Regions from separate parts of the Mus musculus genome. Here all the other regions are linked to region 3. A link is a contact called in public HiChIP or PLAC-seq data. All regions are on one chromosome and are shown on one strand. Each heading gives the region's core, a stretch centred on a gene start, on an enhancer-like site or on the middle of the called end of the contact. The rest is flanking DNA. Distances are from core to core; before and after follow the strand shown. Region 1 overlaps Trp63 (transformation related protein 63). Region 2 has its middle 200 kb from the start of Gm24928. Region 3 has its middle 150 kb from the start of Tprg.

Evidence for each region. HiChIP or PLAC-seq counts read pairs in DNA pulled down with a chosen protein or histone mark.
Region 1: a CTCF HiChIP or PLAC-seq map of the NIH/3T3 cell line shows a contact between it and region 3, with 6 read pairs. The contact joins two enhancer-like sites. A contact is called at or near these places in 1 of 15 datasets of contacts at CTCF or cohesin (the NIH/3T3 cell line) and 2 of 115 datasets of contacts at active chromatin or transcription factors (kidney and vascular smooth muscle cells).
Region 2: a contact with region 3 is called in a CTCF HiChIP or PLAC-seq map of the NIH/3T3 cell line, with 6 read pairs. The contact joins two enhancer-like sites. A contact is called at or near these places in 1 of 15 datasets of contacts at CTCF or cohesin (the NIH/3T3 cell line) and 1 of 484 Hi-C or Micro-C datasets (nephron progenitors).

Annotation. Positions count from the first base shown.
Region 1 is chr16:25,858,866-25,863,576 of GRCm38.p6, forward strand. It overlaps Trp63 (transformation related protein 63), which reads left to right. Exons shown (of 14, transcript NM_001127259.1): 5 at 3,414-3,600. Among named protein-coding and RNA genes, the nearest start is that of Gm24928, 160 kb to the left of the region's middle. Within about 2 kb of position 2,451, at least 34 of the 459 cell types and tissues checked have an H3K27ac peak or open chromatin away from gene starts, as enhancers often do. A contact at or near this core is called in the NIH/3T3 cell line, where this site is marked.
Region 2 is chr16:25,897,761-25,902,436 of GRCm38.p6, forward strand. No RefSeq gene overlaps it. Among named protein-coding and RNA genes, the nearest start is that of Gm24928, 200 kb to the left of the region's middle. Within about 2 kb of position 2,706, at least 53 of the 459 cell types and tissues checked have an H3K27ac peak or open chromatin away from gene starts, as enhancers often do. A contact at or near this core is called in the NIH/3T3 cell line, where this site is marked.
Region 3 is chr16:25,438,295-25,442,697 of GRCm38.p6, forward strand. It overlaps the pseudogene Gm18896. Among named protein-coding and RNA genes, the nearest start is that of Tprg, 150 kb to the left of the region's middle. Within about 2 kb of position 1,892, at least 27 of the 459 cell types and tissues checked have an H3K27ac peak or open chromatin away from gene starts, as enhancers often do. A contact at or near this core is called in the NIH/3T3 cell line, where this site is marked.

The sequences.
Region 1 (4,711 bases), core at 1,201-3,700, 420 kb after region 3:
AAAAAAGAAAGAGAGAAAGAGAGAGAAAGAGAGAGAAAGGAAGGAAGGAAGAGAAGAGAAGAGAAGATAAGATAAGAGAAGAGAAGAGAAGAGAAGAAGGAGGAGAAGGAGAAGGAGAATAGAAGGAGAAGGAGAAGGAGAAGGAGAAGGAGAAGGAGAAGGAGAAGGAGAAGGAGAAGGAGAAGGAGAAGGAGAAGGAGAAGGAGAAGGAGAAGAAGAAGAAGAAGAAGAAGAAGAAGAAGAAAAGAGAGAGTGTGTGTTTCTATTATGCTGTTGGAAGAACAGTAGAAAAGAGCTGGGCTTTAAGAGAGATGAGAATTGGGTAGGCCAGATTGCAAAGTTCCTTATCGAGTCCTTAGCAAGTCATGTTAGAAGAGACTTTGCTACCCTTGCCTTCCTCAGAGCCATAAGGCCACCAGTACTGACAGAAAGCCCAAATAGCCTTCCTCCTAGCCCAGAGTTTTTTCAAAACTTGCTTTCTTTGTGCAAGCACTGCAGTCAATGAATAATATCCTCTATGTTATCAGAAAATAACCCTTTTGAGCTCCAGGGCAATGACACTGGCAGTTGTATACATTTGAAGGTCATTCATAGAAGATCCCTGATGCAGTACATTAGAAACGAGTCAAAGTCCATTTTCCCCCTTTCACAAGAGAATAGAAAGATGAACTATTGTTACAGGAAAATGATGTGGAGCTGTGCAATACCTGTGTGTCGTCAGGCAAGGCTTTTCTTTGCCTTAATTTTCTTATCTATTAAATAGATGATAATGATAATGATGATGGTGATGATGATGGTGGTGATGATGATGATAATGATAGAGGTCCATTATCTCTTATCTGCAGTTCTGAATTCAAATAGCTCTAAAAAGGAAACATGGTTTTCATCTGTTTTAATTTTCTAAGTTTGTAGGACAATCATCTGTAGATTAAATTCAACCCAAATTCAGAGGCTTAGAAGTCACTCCCTGGTCCGAACGGATGTCGATGGTTTCTGCAGAGATGCTGGCATAGGTCATAGAGTGCAGGATTTATTCCTTGTGGCTGGTGTTCATGATAAACACTTCATGAACTTTCTTCCCTTTGTAATACCTGAACAGCTCTGGATACTGAATCCTCTGGCCCCAGGGACTCAGATAAGAGACCAGTAATCCCTTCCTCATAGTTTTGAGAAGAGATTCACTTTCTAATAACAGTATTCATTATTGAAAGTCAAAAGATAGATTGCCAACCTGCACCCCCAAAGATGAATAAGGGTCTGTGGTTGACAAAGCTGCAACTTTGCCTTCCCTGCCTGCCCTCCCTCCCTCCCTCCCTCCCTCCCTCCCTCCCTCCCTCCCTCCCTCCCTTATTTCCTTCTTTCTCTTTCTTTTTTGAGGGAATGTCTTTGTTTGTTTGTTTGTTTGTTTGTTTGTTTTGTTTTAAAACAATTGTATCACCTATCCCAGGCCAGCCTCAAATTTGCTCTGTAATCAAGGATGACGTTAAAGTCTTGATCTTCCTACAGTGACTTCACATTCAGTTTCTATGTTGTTAGGGAGTTAGACCAGGCAACCAACTGATGTGGACCCCAGCCCCGGAACTCCTTTTTAGTATTATTTTGGACACTTTAGTCTTTGCGGCTCGGTTTATAGTACATTAATTACTGCAGTGGATTGTCAGTGTCAGGAACCTGCCCTGTTCTGAACATTCATTGTTTTTCCTCACAGCCCTCCAATGCTTACGAGGAGACTTTGGTTACCTTCGGTTGTTAGCTGACAGGTTTATTTACTTTTTCACGTTTCCTAAGGTTCATAATGTTTTCTGTAACACTCGAAAGGGTTACATAAAGTATTTCGTGCAACTAAAACACAAATAGATATGCAGACTTCTTTGGTGCTCTGCATGGACGCGAGTTCTTAATAGGCCCTAACACAGCATTTCTGTAAAGTCATCATTTTAGAACACAAGAGCAAGAATATCCATCTACATTCCATTCAGCCTTTCCCAAGAAGAAACTTCTTGTGGTTGGATTTTTTTTTTTTTTTTTTTTTTGGCACACTTCCTTTACTTCAAGCTATGAAAAACCTTTTTACTGTGTTTAATCCCTGGCCTGTGGGCATGAAGGGCTGATTTCGCAATACTGTCCCAGCACTAAGAAATTTTAACTGAAAGTTTCATACGCTGAAATGCTCAGAAGAAAACCAAGTGTTATTTAAATAAATATTCTGTTTCAAAACGAAGCAATACAGCACATTTAAATGGGATTTTTTTTTTTTAAAGTAGGTGTTGTCCTTTAGTCAGATTTGGGGTGGGTCATATAAAAAATGAATCTCTTTGTGGTTCGGGCTCTGTCCTTGTGTCTCTTTCTCTCTGGGAGGAGGATGCTGCCAGCTTAGGCCCGCAACCTGTGTCCCTGTTTACCCTTGTTTGGATATGTGTTACTAGGTGCCCACTCTTGGCTGTGATTTCTAGTGCCTGGGTGGTTTTACCTCAGCATTGGAGTGAGCAGGAAAGCGACCACAAGGCACTGGTCCAGGAAGCTAGGGTGATAAGGTTTAACATGCAAAGACAATCAGAAAAACAAAGTTTCCACTCTGATTCTGAGGTAGCCAGAGGAGGCAACACAGGATAGAACTTTTCCTCTTAGATCTTTGGCATTTTTCACCAGATGTTGTCAGTTCTAAACCAGCTGATCCCCAGGGAATGTACCCCTGAAGACAAATAAGTATTAAGGAACAATTTCCTCACATGGTATATGACATATCTGTACAGCTGCCTCCCTTCAGAACCATGAGTAGCTGCTTCCTAATCCACTGGCCATTTCAGGTAGAAGACAGATGCTTCTCTCTGGGTTCTGTGTGTGGTCTCTCTCACAGCAGAACCACACAGTAAGTTGAGAACTTAGGGGCAGCTCTTGTGGTGCGGTGCTTACCTGTGAATCTCCTCAGTCATTGCCAGATAGCCCATCTTAAAAACAAGTTTCATGAACTCTAATTCCTATGACTCTCTTATAAGGACAAGGGAAATTATAGTCATCTAACCAGAAAGCTTGAAGCATTGTTTCCTGTTTATTTCTGGTACCCTGGTAAAGTTGTTCATAGTGTTATTATGTTCACTGATAATTTTATCCTAGAACTTCATACAGTGTTTTAATCATATACATTTCCCCTACCCCACCTTCCCCCAGATCAACCCAACTACCCAACTTCCTATCCCTCCTCCCTTCCATTAACATAGCAAGAAGTGTCAATTTGATTAATAGATATAGCTTTCTATTACAAAGTTGACATGTGCCACGTTTGTACAAGCCAGAACTTAGCATATGGCTAGAAGGGCCTTCAAAAGTGGTTGTGTTTTTCTCCTTCTGATTTGAAATATTATCTCATATTGGTTCTTTCCCCCTTCCTGTGGGGCCCTCTCTTCTCTAAGCAGTATTCCACCGAACTGAAGAAGCTGTACTGCCAGATTGCGAAGACATGCCCCATCCAGATCAAGGTGATGACCCCACCCCCACAGGGCGCTGTTATCCGTGCCATGCCTGTCTACAAGAAAGCTGAGCATGTCACCGAGGTTGTGAAACGATGCCCTAACCATGAGCTGAGCCGTGAGTTCAATGAGGGTAAGGCCATTGAGTTTTCTGGGATTCTTTTCCTCTCCACTCACTCAAGCTCTTTGATGGCAAAGAGGCTGGTTCTGATTTTAGGCTAAAAATAATGGTAAATAAATTTGTGGCCTTCACAGTAATTTAATTACTTATTAATTTCCTTTCCCAGATGTGAGTTTATAACTATACTCGAGTTGGGGTTGTTATGTCTGTCATAGCCTTTGTCTTGGGTGCCTTTCCCAGAGTGATCTTTCAAGTTTAGAGGAATGGGAGGCTCGGGAAGACCAAAAGAAGGAGCATTAAAGAATCAATGGAATGAACAAATGGAAAAGCAAAAGGAGAGAAAAAAGAATAAAATTTGAGATGGCAAACAATGAGTAAATAAAAAGAAAGCAAATGGATAGTGGAAAGGAAGACAGGTGTCTGGGAGAGGCCTTGGGGACCTTTTAAAAGTTCTGTATCCATGTATCATCTATACCAGACTCCTGAGCCCCAAATCCAACAACAGTGTTATAGAAGAGGTGAGAGCTTCCAAGGGTTGAAGTAGGTTTTGCATAAGGATTCCATGAAGGAAAGGGAAGCAATGCGCACTGGAAGCAGAAAGGAATCTTCAGAGTGTTGGAAGTACAGAATGGGTTGTAAGTTAGAATGGTTTCCAGAAAATGCCAAAAGCATAGATGTCAGGAAGTAGAGGATGTCAGAATCTAGGACACTGGCGAGACCACATGAAAATTTCATGGAGGGCGAAAGGGGTAAAGATTTAGAAGATAAAAATGGAACCAAACATCTCTGACAGATTTACACATTAATTTTTATCCACATTTTGTGTCCTGCTTTGTGCTTAACAATATACCATAAAGAATATTCCATACATGCAGAATTTATCCTCCGTTTGCCTAAATGCCCATGTTTCATCAAAATGACAATATTTTTGGAGGTTTTCTTCATTTTTCACATGATATTGTTTCAATCAAAATAAACAGCGCTGCAGCGAATATGTTGGTATTCTTAGCTTTTCACTTTTATGAAATAGTTTTCATAGACTGGAACTTCATAGCCAAAGGGCAAAGACACCATTATGGTTCCTTTGCTCAAGGATGTAGGTTTCCTTATGACATTAGACAGC
Region 2 (4,676 bases), core at 1,456-3,955, 460 kb after region 3:
GTGGATAGCTGAAAATGTGAACAAAATCCACAAGAGAAACCATGAGGTGGGTGGTCACTGTTTGGGGCTAGCCATAGATGCATCAGGGTGGGATGGGGTAGGGGTGGGGTTGTCGCTGGGGCCTGAGAGTAGCTGGCAATAGCATAGGAGAGTGAAATCTCTTTTGTAATATTTCCCACAACACAAATATAAGGCATCTGATCACAAGTGTCACAATAACAGTCAGATGAATGAGAATCTCCTATTCATAAAGCATGTTGCATGCCAGCTCACAGGCAATTCATTGCAAGAAGATCAAGAAAATGAAAAATTAAGTTTTCTAGCTTGTTTTCTACTTCCCTTTAGTGTTTCGATTCCATTGGTAAAATTACTAAAATGTGTTAAGAGCTAGAGGACCAGGAAATGTGCTGTGAGATTGTGTCTCCTAGAAATGATAGGGATGGTGTCAGCTGCAGAACCTCAGCAATATGGCCGAACGAATGACACTTGAACACATGCAGCACCAAAAGACATGCTAACTGGGAAGGGGAGACTCTTACTGGATGAAGCACTATAGGCAACTCAAGAATGCTGAGAGCAAGAAAATTAGTCTTCCCCAGAAATGAATCCTTTAACTGGTTATCCAATACCAATTGGTCAGTCCTGAAGTCATATAGATTTAAGCAACATTAAATGTGTTCAGCTGCTTGAACATATCTGTTTACGCTCTTGTGTATGTATCTTTTTATGTGTCTGTGCATAAAATATATCATAAATGTAACAGTGACACAAAAAGCCATTATGAATTTGAGAAAGAGCAAGAGGAGAGGGACTGAAGAGAGAAATAAGGAGGAAATGATATCATTATATCTTTACATTTTAAGACATATAAAAAATAGAGATTGTTAAAGACGGAATATAATCAATCATAAGAGCTCTTAACATCACTTATTTAAAATGAACCATAAGTTATGGAGCCTAATTTTGAATTCATCTTTTAGAACTGTCTAAAATTTCATAGGATATAGGTGATACAATCTATAATCTAGCTTTATGTGATGTGCTTGTATTAGCTAATAGGATAACGCAACAATCCTAGATGGTATGCAGGCATTCTTGTTAGGAAGGTAAGGTTATGCAATAAAAGACCACATTAACAACATTGGTACATGCTAGACCTGGAGAATGCAGCCAGACTCTTGATTTGAACATCCGAAAACTAACATATGTGGTGCTCAGTCTCCCTTCAAATGTCCTTTTCATCCACATCTTTTATTGTGACCAACCAGACAAATCAGAGTCCCACAGAGGAATCTGTGCTCAGTATGTATTTTAAGCATTGGAAACTCATTCCTTCTTAAGAGAAACTTGCCACAGAAAGTGAGTGTCGCATGGGTATAGTTCAGAAGTGTGCAGTTCATCAGTGTAGAGCAGTGTTTTAAAAGTCATGTTGGGTGTGTCTTTGAAATTTATGAGATTTGTAACTCCCTACACTAAGTCCAAGTCTGTGTTTGTGCCAAGTGGGTGGCAAGTACTGGCAGGTGAACTTCCCCTTCATGGGGTTTATCAGAATTCTCGACCTACGACCTCAGAAGACCAGAATTTTGTAATCCAAATAAAAGTTAGATATAGAGAGAAAGGGAACAGGAAGTACTTTCAAGTAGAGAGCTGAGATCAGAAATAACAGGAAATGAAGCATGCAATATGCACACGACTCACCTGAGATTTTCTCTATGACATGAGAACACAACCGCTTTATCTCTTGGATAAACTGGGATGATTTAATGCAAGGGGTGATTTCTAATCACTGGGTGCTACGTTGTATTGGTTAATCATTGTGCTCTTTTTTGTTTCAGCTAAGTTCCTATGAGCTGATCTAACAGCCTTCCAACTTATTATTGCCTTCATAATACTACTCTATCTCAGGAATAATTAAAACCCATAGAAAGCATGTGAAAACACTTTTAATACTTAGAATGCTGAATGTAGATGTTTTAAAAGAATAGAAAAAAAAAACCCACAGAAGACCTATTGCCAGATCCTCAGCTGCGAAATGAGTAGAGAATTCTGTCGTGTCATTTCATGGGGCTTCCTGCCAAAGACACTTTGGAAATGTTTAGGAACTTTGAACTCAGAATTGTGGAAATTACAGTGTCATCCAGCACCAACACCCTTTGTGTATTAATACAAAGGCTAACACTTTGTAAATATCCATAAGAGAAATCAGAAAAAGGATTGCCTGTGTACAATTTATTCTCAACTACCTTTGAGAAGGGCAACCCTATGTCCCTTACTTTTGCTTTTAGATTTTTCTCCAGACCCTTAAAGAGTTGTTAGCCCAATTTACTCACTTCTAAACAGCACAGAGTGAGTAAAAGTCTGTTCAAGTTCATTAGTTTTTCCTGATTCCCTTCTTTTATTCCGCAGAAGACACCCATGATATATTTCATTCTCCCCTCAAGCCTGTAGTTCCCAGCTTAGCTGGTAGTGCTCTTTGGTGGATTTGATAGACAGGGCAAAGACACTATTTGCATATCACCATGTCTCAAACCTGACCTTGGAGATAGCTGCATGCCACCCGCTCCTTATAAATGCACACCCTCAGGTCCATGACACCTTCAAGAGTCACATACTCACAAAAAGCTATCCCTAAGCCTGGCCTCACCAAAGCTCACCAAACGGTACCACACTGTTCAGTAGCTGTCTAGTGTTTGGTCAGCAGTGAGCAATCAGTGGAAGCTCTGTCTGCTCCAAGACTGCCTAGCTTCTTCCCTTGGATAATATCCTATTCATCAGAGAGCAGCTTGGCTGCCTTTCTCTCTGTCTTTCATCTCCTTCGCCTCATTACTTCTTGTCCTGCAGTACAATACCACAGTCTTTGCTCATCATCACAGCCTCTATAACACTTTGACCTCCCTTGGTGAGGGTGGCAGGAGAGTGAATGCCTAGTCTCTCCCATGATTGTAATGCATTCTTTCCCTCCCTGGGGAAAAGGTCTCCTCTGTCTCTTGGCTGAAAGATGATTTTCTTCCAGACTGCCCTCCAATTATTTCCAGTGTGCTTGCCTAATACCGATCTCTCTCCTTATGTTGAGTGGAATGGGTGTCTTCATGGTGAGGAAATCAGGGATGATGCATACTGGTAAGTGTGAGAAAATGATGCATACATTGATCTAAGCCAAAGATTTGTGCATACGTGGTGTCATGTGGTCTTGGTTCTCTTTGAATTTCCTGTCAAAAACATGACTCAGCTTCTTCTGATACTGTGCAAAGCAGTTCATGGTGAACCAGCTAACTTGTATCTTCAATTCCATTTTAGCGCAACCTCTCCTGACCTGTCCTTACTGTAAGCCTCTCTTCTTGGCCACAGCTCTTCCCTTGTTACTCTGTCTCCATGGGACTTGTCAAAGAAGACTTTGGAGTACAAGTGATTGATTGCCTACTGTGGCTCATTTCCACCTTCATGCTGGTTTTAGCCGTAGACACTTGTGTCCAGGAAGCACTCTAGAACCCACATTATGTAGGTACTTGTGGATTTCATAGTCTTACTTATCTGTATCACCTCTTGATGACTCTGCCAGTTGGTTCAATTTTTTCCTTCTGTTTCTAAATGCAAAACAGAATGTTCGTTCATAGTACCTGGATAAATGATGGGCAACATTCTAGACTGCACCTGTAGAAAACAAATCCCTGAGTGAGTGAGTGAGTGAGTGAGTGAGTGAGTGAGTGAATATGTGAGTGAGTGCCTTTGCCTGTCTGTCAAGAATTCCTTTGGCAACATCCCTTCACACTAGTATGTCAAGAATCAGAAGAGGCAACATCAACAAAGTGAAAAACAAATGAAAAGTTGCCTCTGTATCAATTTTAACAGAAATCTCTATGCATATCACTAGGAAAAACAGATAAAAACAAAAAGTGGATCTTGTGCTGGCTAGGTTTATGTCATCTGAGAGTACATGCCTTGTCACAGAACTTTCCCTGTACAATTACATTAGAGCAGCAGGAGGCCTGTGATTGGACATGGAAAATGGAGGAAGAGCTAATAGCTGCAGAGACAGCATCAGAGAAAGAAGAGAAGGCAAGATGGAGGCAGACATGAACCGACATGGCTTTAACCAGCCACAGGTAGTTATGATATCATAAGGTTAGAATAATTGGTATAAAGCTTTTATCATTAACAATCGGTTCTGAAATTATTGTATTGGCATCTTGTAAATTGGGAATTTATTGAAACATAAATCTGGTTGGTTAATTATAAGTTTTAAGAGTTTTGGTTCCACTGGGTAAATGGGTGCTGTGATGGCTGACCGTGGGGTGGACAGTCATTGTGTGGGGCTGGTGGCAGAGATCTGCTAAGGGACTCATGAGCTCCAGCCTAGAAAGGCTTCTGAGTTGAGATCACCCAGCTGGGGCCATGTGGTCCACTGGTTGCCAGTAGCACAGAAAGCCACAGCCTTTTTTTTTTTTTTTTTTTTTTTTAATATTTCCCACAACATTCCTCAACAGAGAAAACAGTACATAAGATTGGGCTGAAGGCAAGCCTGCAGGGCAGTTTCTTATTTAGTGATTGAAGGGGGATGGTTTAGCCAATAGTGAATGGTACCACCACTATGGTAACATCCACCACTCAATGATATAGACACAGTGTATGAATAAATGATTTATTTATGTACAGTTCATATATTCTGACTCACAGTG
Region 3 (4,403 bases), core at 642-3,141:
CAGAATGGAAAAATTCTCTGTCAGCTATATATCTAAAAGAGGGTTAGTGTCTGCAATATCCAGAGAACTAATACAATTAAACCTCCAGAAAACAACAACAACGAACCAACCAACCAAGTTAAAAATCAAGGCATATTTTAAAAAATATTCAGCATCTTTATAAACACATCAGGTAAATGTGAATTAAAACTACCTTGAGATTTTATGTTAAACCAGTGAGACAGACTAACATAAAACAAGTAACATGGCGTGGATGTAGTGAAAAAGGAACACTTGTTCACCTTGGAGGAACTGAAAACTGGTGCTACCTCTAGGAAGATAATTTTCTGGAAAAGCTAGAAGTAGATATACAATATGATACAGCAGTGGCATTCTTGGGCATATACCCAAGGGACTCTCTCCTTGTACAGAGATCCTTGATCATTGTTGCTCTATTCCTAATAGGCAGGGAATGGAAACAAACTAGATGCTCATCAATGAATGGATGGGTAAGGAAAGTGTGCTGTGTTTACACAACATGACATTATTCAGGTGTAAAAAGGGAAATGGTGACGATGTTTGCACCTAAGTGGATAGACCTTGAAATGATAAATCTGAAGGGGGCAAACCAGACCCAGAAAGACAAACATAGCATGCTCCTTTTCATATGTGTATGATCGCTTCAAATATTTAGATATATGAGAATAAATTGTAATAGAACATTTTGGGATACTAGAAGGATCCAAAGTTCTTCATTCTGTGTTGCCCGATACAGGGACTAGTAATCATGAAATATGGCAGGTTTAGATTTAGAAATTAAAATTATTATGTTGTAATTAATTTAAATAGACAAAACTGCTTATGTCTAGAGGTCATCAGAGTGAGCAGGATAGGTGTGAAGAAAGGAAGGGTAATGAGACCCTGAATGCTATCAATGAAGAGGGATTGCAGCATCTCTGATCATTTCTGGGAATGTTTAAGAAGATACAAGCATTTTTGAATTGCATGTTTTTGCCATATTTCATTCCATATTTAAGAAAAACAAATGCTAAGAAGAATTTGAGTTCAAAACCCCCAACTTTTCCACCCAAATCTGCTTTCAAGTCAGTATGTCATTAGAAAAGTTATTTTTCTTGTTCTTTTGTTTACATTAATAGCTGAAGCAGAAGTACAATACGATTTCTATGCATGCATTCATTCATATCAGATGTCATTTGTTGATTTACTCTCTGGGAGAATGCCTTAGTTTGTCTACATCTTAACTACATCCACCCCTTTCTCTTTTTATTTTTAGGTGTGTTTATATTCATTATAATGATATAATATGCTTTTATTTCTGTTTTTATCAACTTTATTTGCTATCATTTCCCTCGCTATAGAGATCCATCCCAGGGACATTAAATTAGAGTTTATCCTGTCCTGTTTACTTTTTGCCTTTTGGTTAGACATGTATTCACTCTTATGTTACCCAGACCATAAAGTGCTCCCTTGTGTTCTGAAGTTATGGTGTTTCCAGATTCTTTTAGAGTCTCTAAGTTTAAACCTGCCTGTGGAAGGAGGCAGGTGAGCATGGAATCATCTGCTCATTTTCTTTAGTTTTTTCTTATTTTCTATTATTATTATTATTATTATTATTGGTGGTGGTGGTGGTGGTGGTGGTGGTGGTATAAGGTGGTTCTCATCTTCTTGCCTGTGTAAAATTTGCTGTGTTTCTAAGATTTAGAACACATTTCGTTTTACTGTCAGTCTCCCAAAGATTCATGTTACCAACATGTCTTTCTTTTTTCAGTTGAAGGAAGCAGGATGCTGAGGAACAGGATAAACTGACCAAGGTCATATAAAGGAGGTGCTATAAAGCTGAGTCACTTCTATGTTATGATGACAAATTCCACAGATATGGTTTCAGTACGATTTTCTTAACCATTCAACTTTGCAAAAATGCTATGGGTTAGGTTTCTTATTTCATATTTACAATCCACACTGTGTGTTGCAGCAGAGAAATTTGAAGCTTGTGTGCTGTGACCACAGTTTCTTTCAAGGAACTCTAAAAATGCCTCCAAGGCATTAGGGTGCTTCATGAACCAAAGCTGACAAATGCTTTGCTACGGGTAAGGAACTATCTGACATTAAGCTAACATTTACCAAGCACTTATGTGCTGGCATCTGAGCTAGAATATTTCCTATGCATTATCTTGTTTTTATTCTCCCAACAACTCTCTAAATAGAATTAAATAGCTCAAGTTTCAATAATTCACCACTGTGATTGGGCTATGTCTTTCTTTAAAATGAGAGAGAATAATTTGAACATCAAACACACCCAAAGATAAAATGAATTTGGCAAAAGTAAAATGAGATTATGTAGGTAGTTTGGGTTTTGTGGGTATAGGCAGTATAGAAACATAGCTTGGTGAGCAATGTGTTTAGGCTGTGCTCCTGAAACCAGCAGTTAAATTCAACCAGGTGGACTGGTGTTAGGGAATGTTGCTCCTGTATAAATATGAAAAGATTCCCAGTGCTTTCTAAAATCACCAAGCTCCAAGGAAGACAGTGTTAGAGCACCTGAGTATGGGCTGCAAATACTTACAGCTCACATGGAAGCTTCCTGCCATTCCTAGACATTAATGTCTGTGGTCAAGCTCCCAATGGTTCAAACACGCTCACTTTTGACTATGGAATGGGCGATCATGTATTCACATGATATTTTTAAGAATAGAATTATCTTTCAAAAATAAGCATTTCCAGTTTTTAAAAGGAAGATTTATTTGTCAAGTTTCACTTAGTAGAATACATCTAAATGAAATTCACAATACAAGGTAAGGTTTAAATCAAAGCCTCAGAATTCCATACAAACAGCATGACCAAACTCCTAAAGTATTGGTGTCATGACTCAAAATTGTCCTGGATTTAAAAAACAAAAACAAAAACAAAACTGAAAAGTATACACTCACATACTGTACAGAATATGAAACCAAAAATCTAGAATTAACAAACAAGCCAGATGTTGTCACTTTGAATCAAAGACACAGCTCCTGTATTTGATTTTTACAGAAAAGCATGTTTTTTTAACATGTACCCCAAGTTTTCAGTGTATTGTGGTGTAAGAGCAACAACATCCAGTGTAAGTGAAACTGCTTTAAACTGAAGCATGCTTACAGCTTGAGTATACTCCTCCAACAGAAGTAACTTGAGGAAAGTTGAAAGTGGAGATGACAACACTGAACTTGTTAGCATATCCTAGAGGAATATTTTCAGAGATCGAAATTACTGAGCTTAAAGTTTGAAAACAATTATAACTTTCAGTTTATAGTAAGCACGAATCTCAAGCTTGTAATGCAAAACTGTTAAATTTTGTTGTCTTAAAAAAAAAAAGGAGAAAGAAGAAAGAATGAAGCTGAGCTGTAGTGATCGGAAGCAATTGAATTTGTCAATTATCATTATACTGGGTATGCTGGATAGCCTTCCTACTCCATCTAGTTCCAGTACATGCAGCCTTTTATTCCCGTAGATGCTATTTGATGTTTCCTCTCTTCCTAAGTAAGGTTTGACTGATAGTCATTGCATTTTCCTGAAGAACTTGATCATATCTCCTCATACTGCTCTGACTACCATAACCACTTCCATAGTCGCCACTAAGCTGCTGGCTGGCAGGACCTCTGTAACTAGACTGGTTGGATAAACCCATTACCCCCCAACCCCCCATCACCTGGCTATCATAATCACTACCACTTGCCCCTTCTGTAAAATTCAAAAAGAGCTCTACCTCCACCTGTCCCTGCAGTAGAATTCAAGAAGAGCCCCACATATCTGTGCTGAAGATTTGCTTTATCTTTTTGCAAGAGCTGCCACAGCATCTTCATGAGTAGCAAACTCAACGTCTGCCTCACCCGCAACTCTGCCATCAGGTCCTATTTCAATGTGTACTCTCATGGAATTAAGAGGTGAGAAAAAAATAGTAAATATCACTCTCAGTAGCTCTGTATGGCAACTTGTCGTGTGTACACAGTGATCTGTGGTGCTCTGGAAACTGGACTCACCATCTCCACATCTATGATCACATATTCCTCAGAAAGAGTGGCTCAAGTCTCTTCCAAGTATATCAGACTCAAAACCACACCTGTCATTATAACCTCCATAGTTACCACATCCACCATAGGTACCTACCTCATTCTTTCAAACCCAGGTCTTCTGCTGATGCTATTATACCCTCTTCCAACCCCAGGGCCGATCATAGGGACCTGGGCACTATATCGTCGTGAGTTTTTGAGAAGGATCATAGTGGGTTCAGACTTCAGATAGTTCTGATAGTTCTGATAATGGGATTGTATGGCCCAGAGGAATCCCATTTGACTGTAACAAGGAAGAGCCCCGGAGCCTATCATAAGGACCTGAGCACTGCATCGTCATGAGTTTTCAAGGAGGATCAT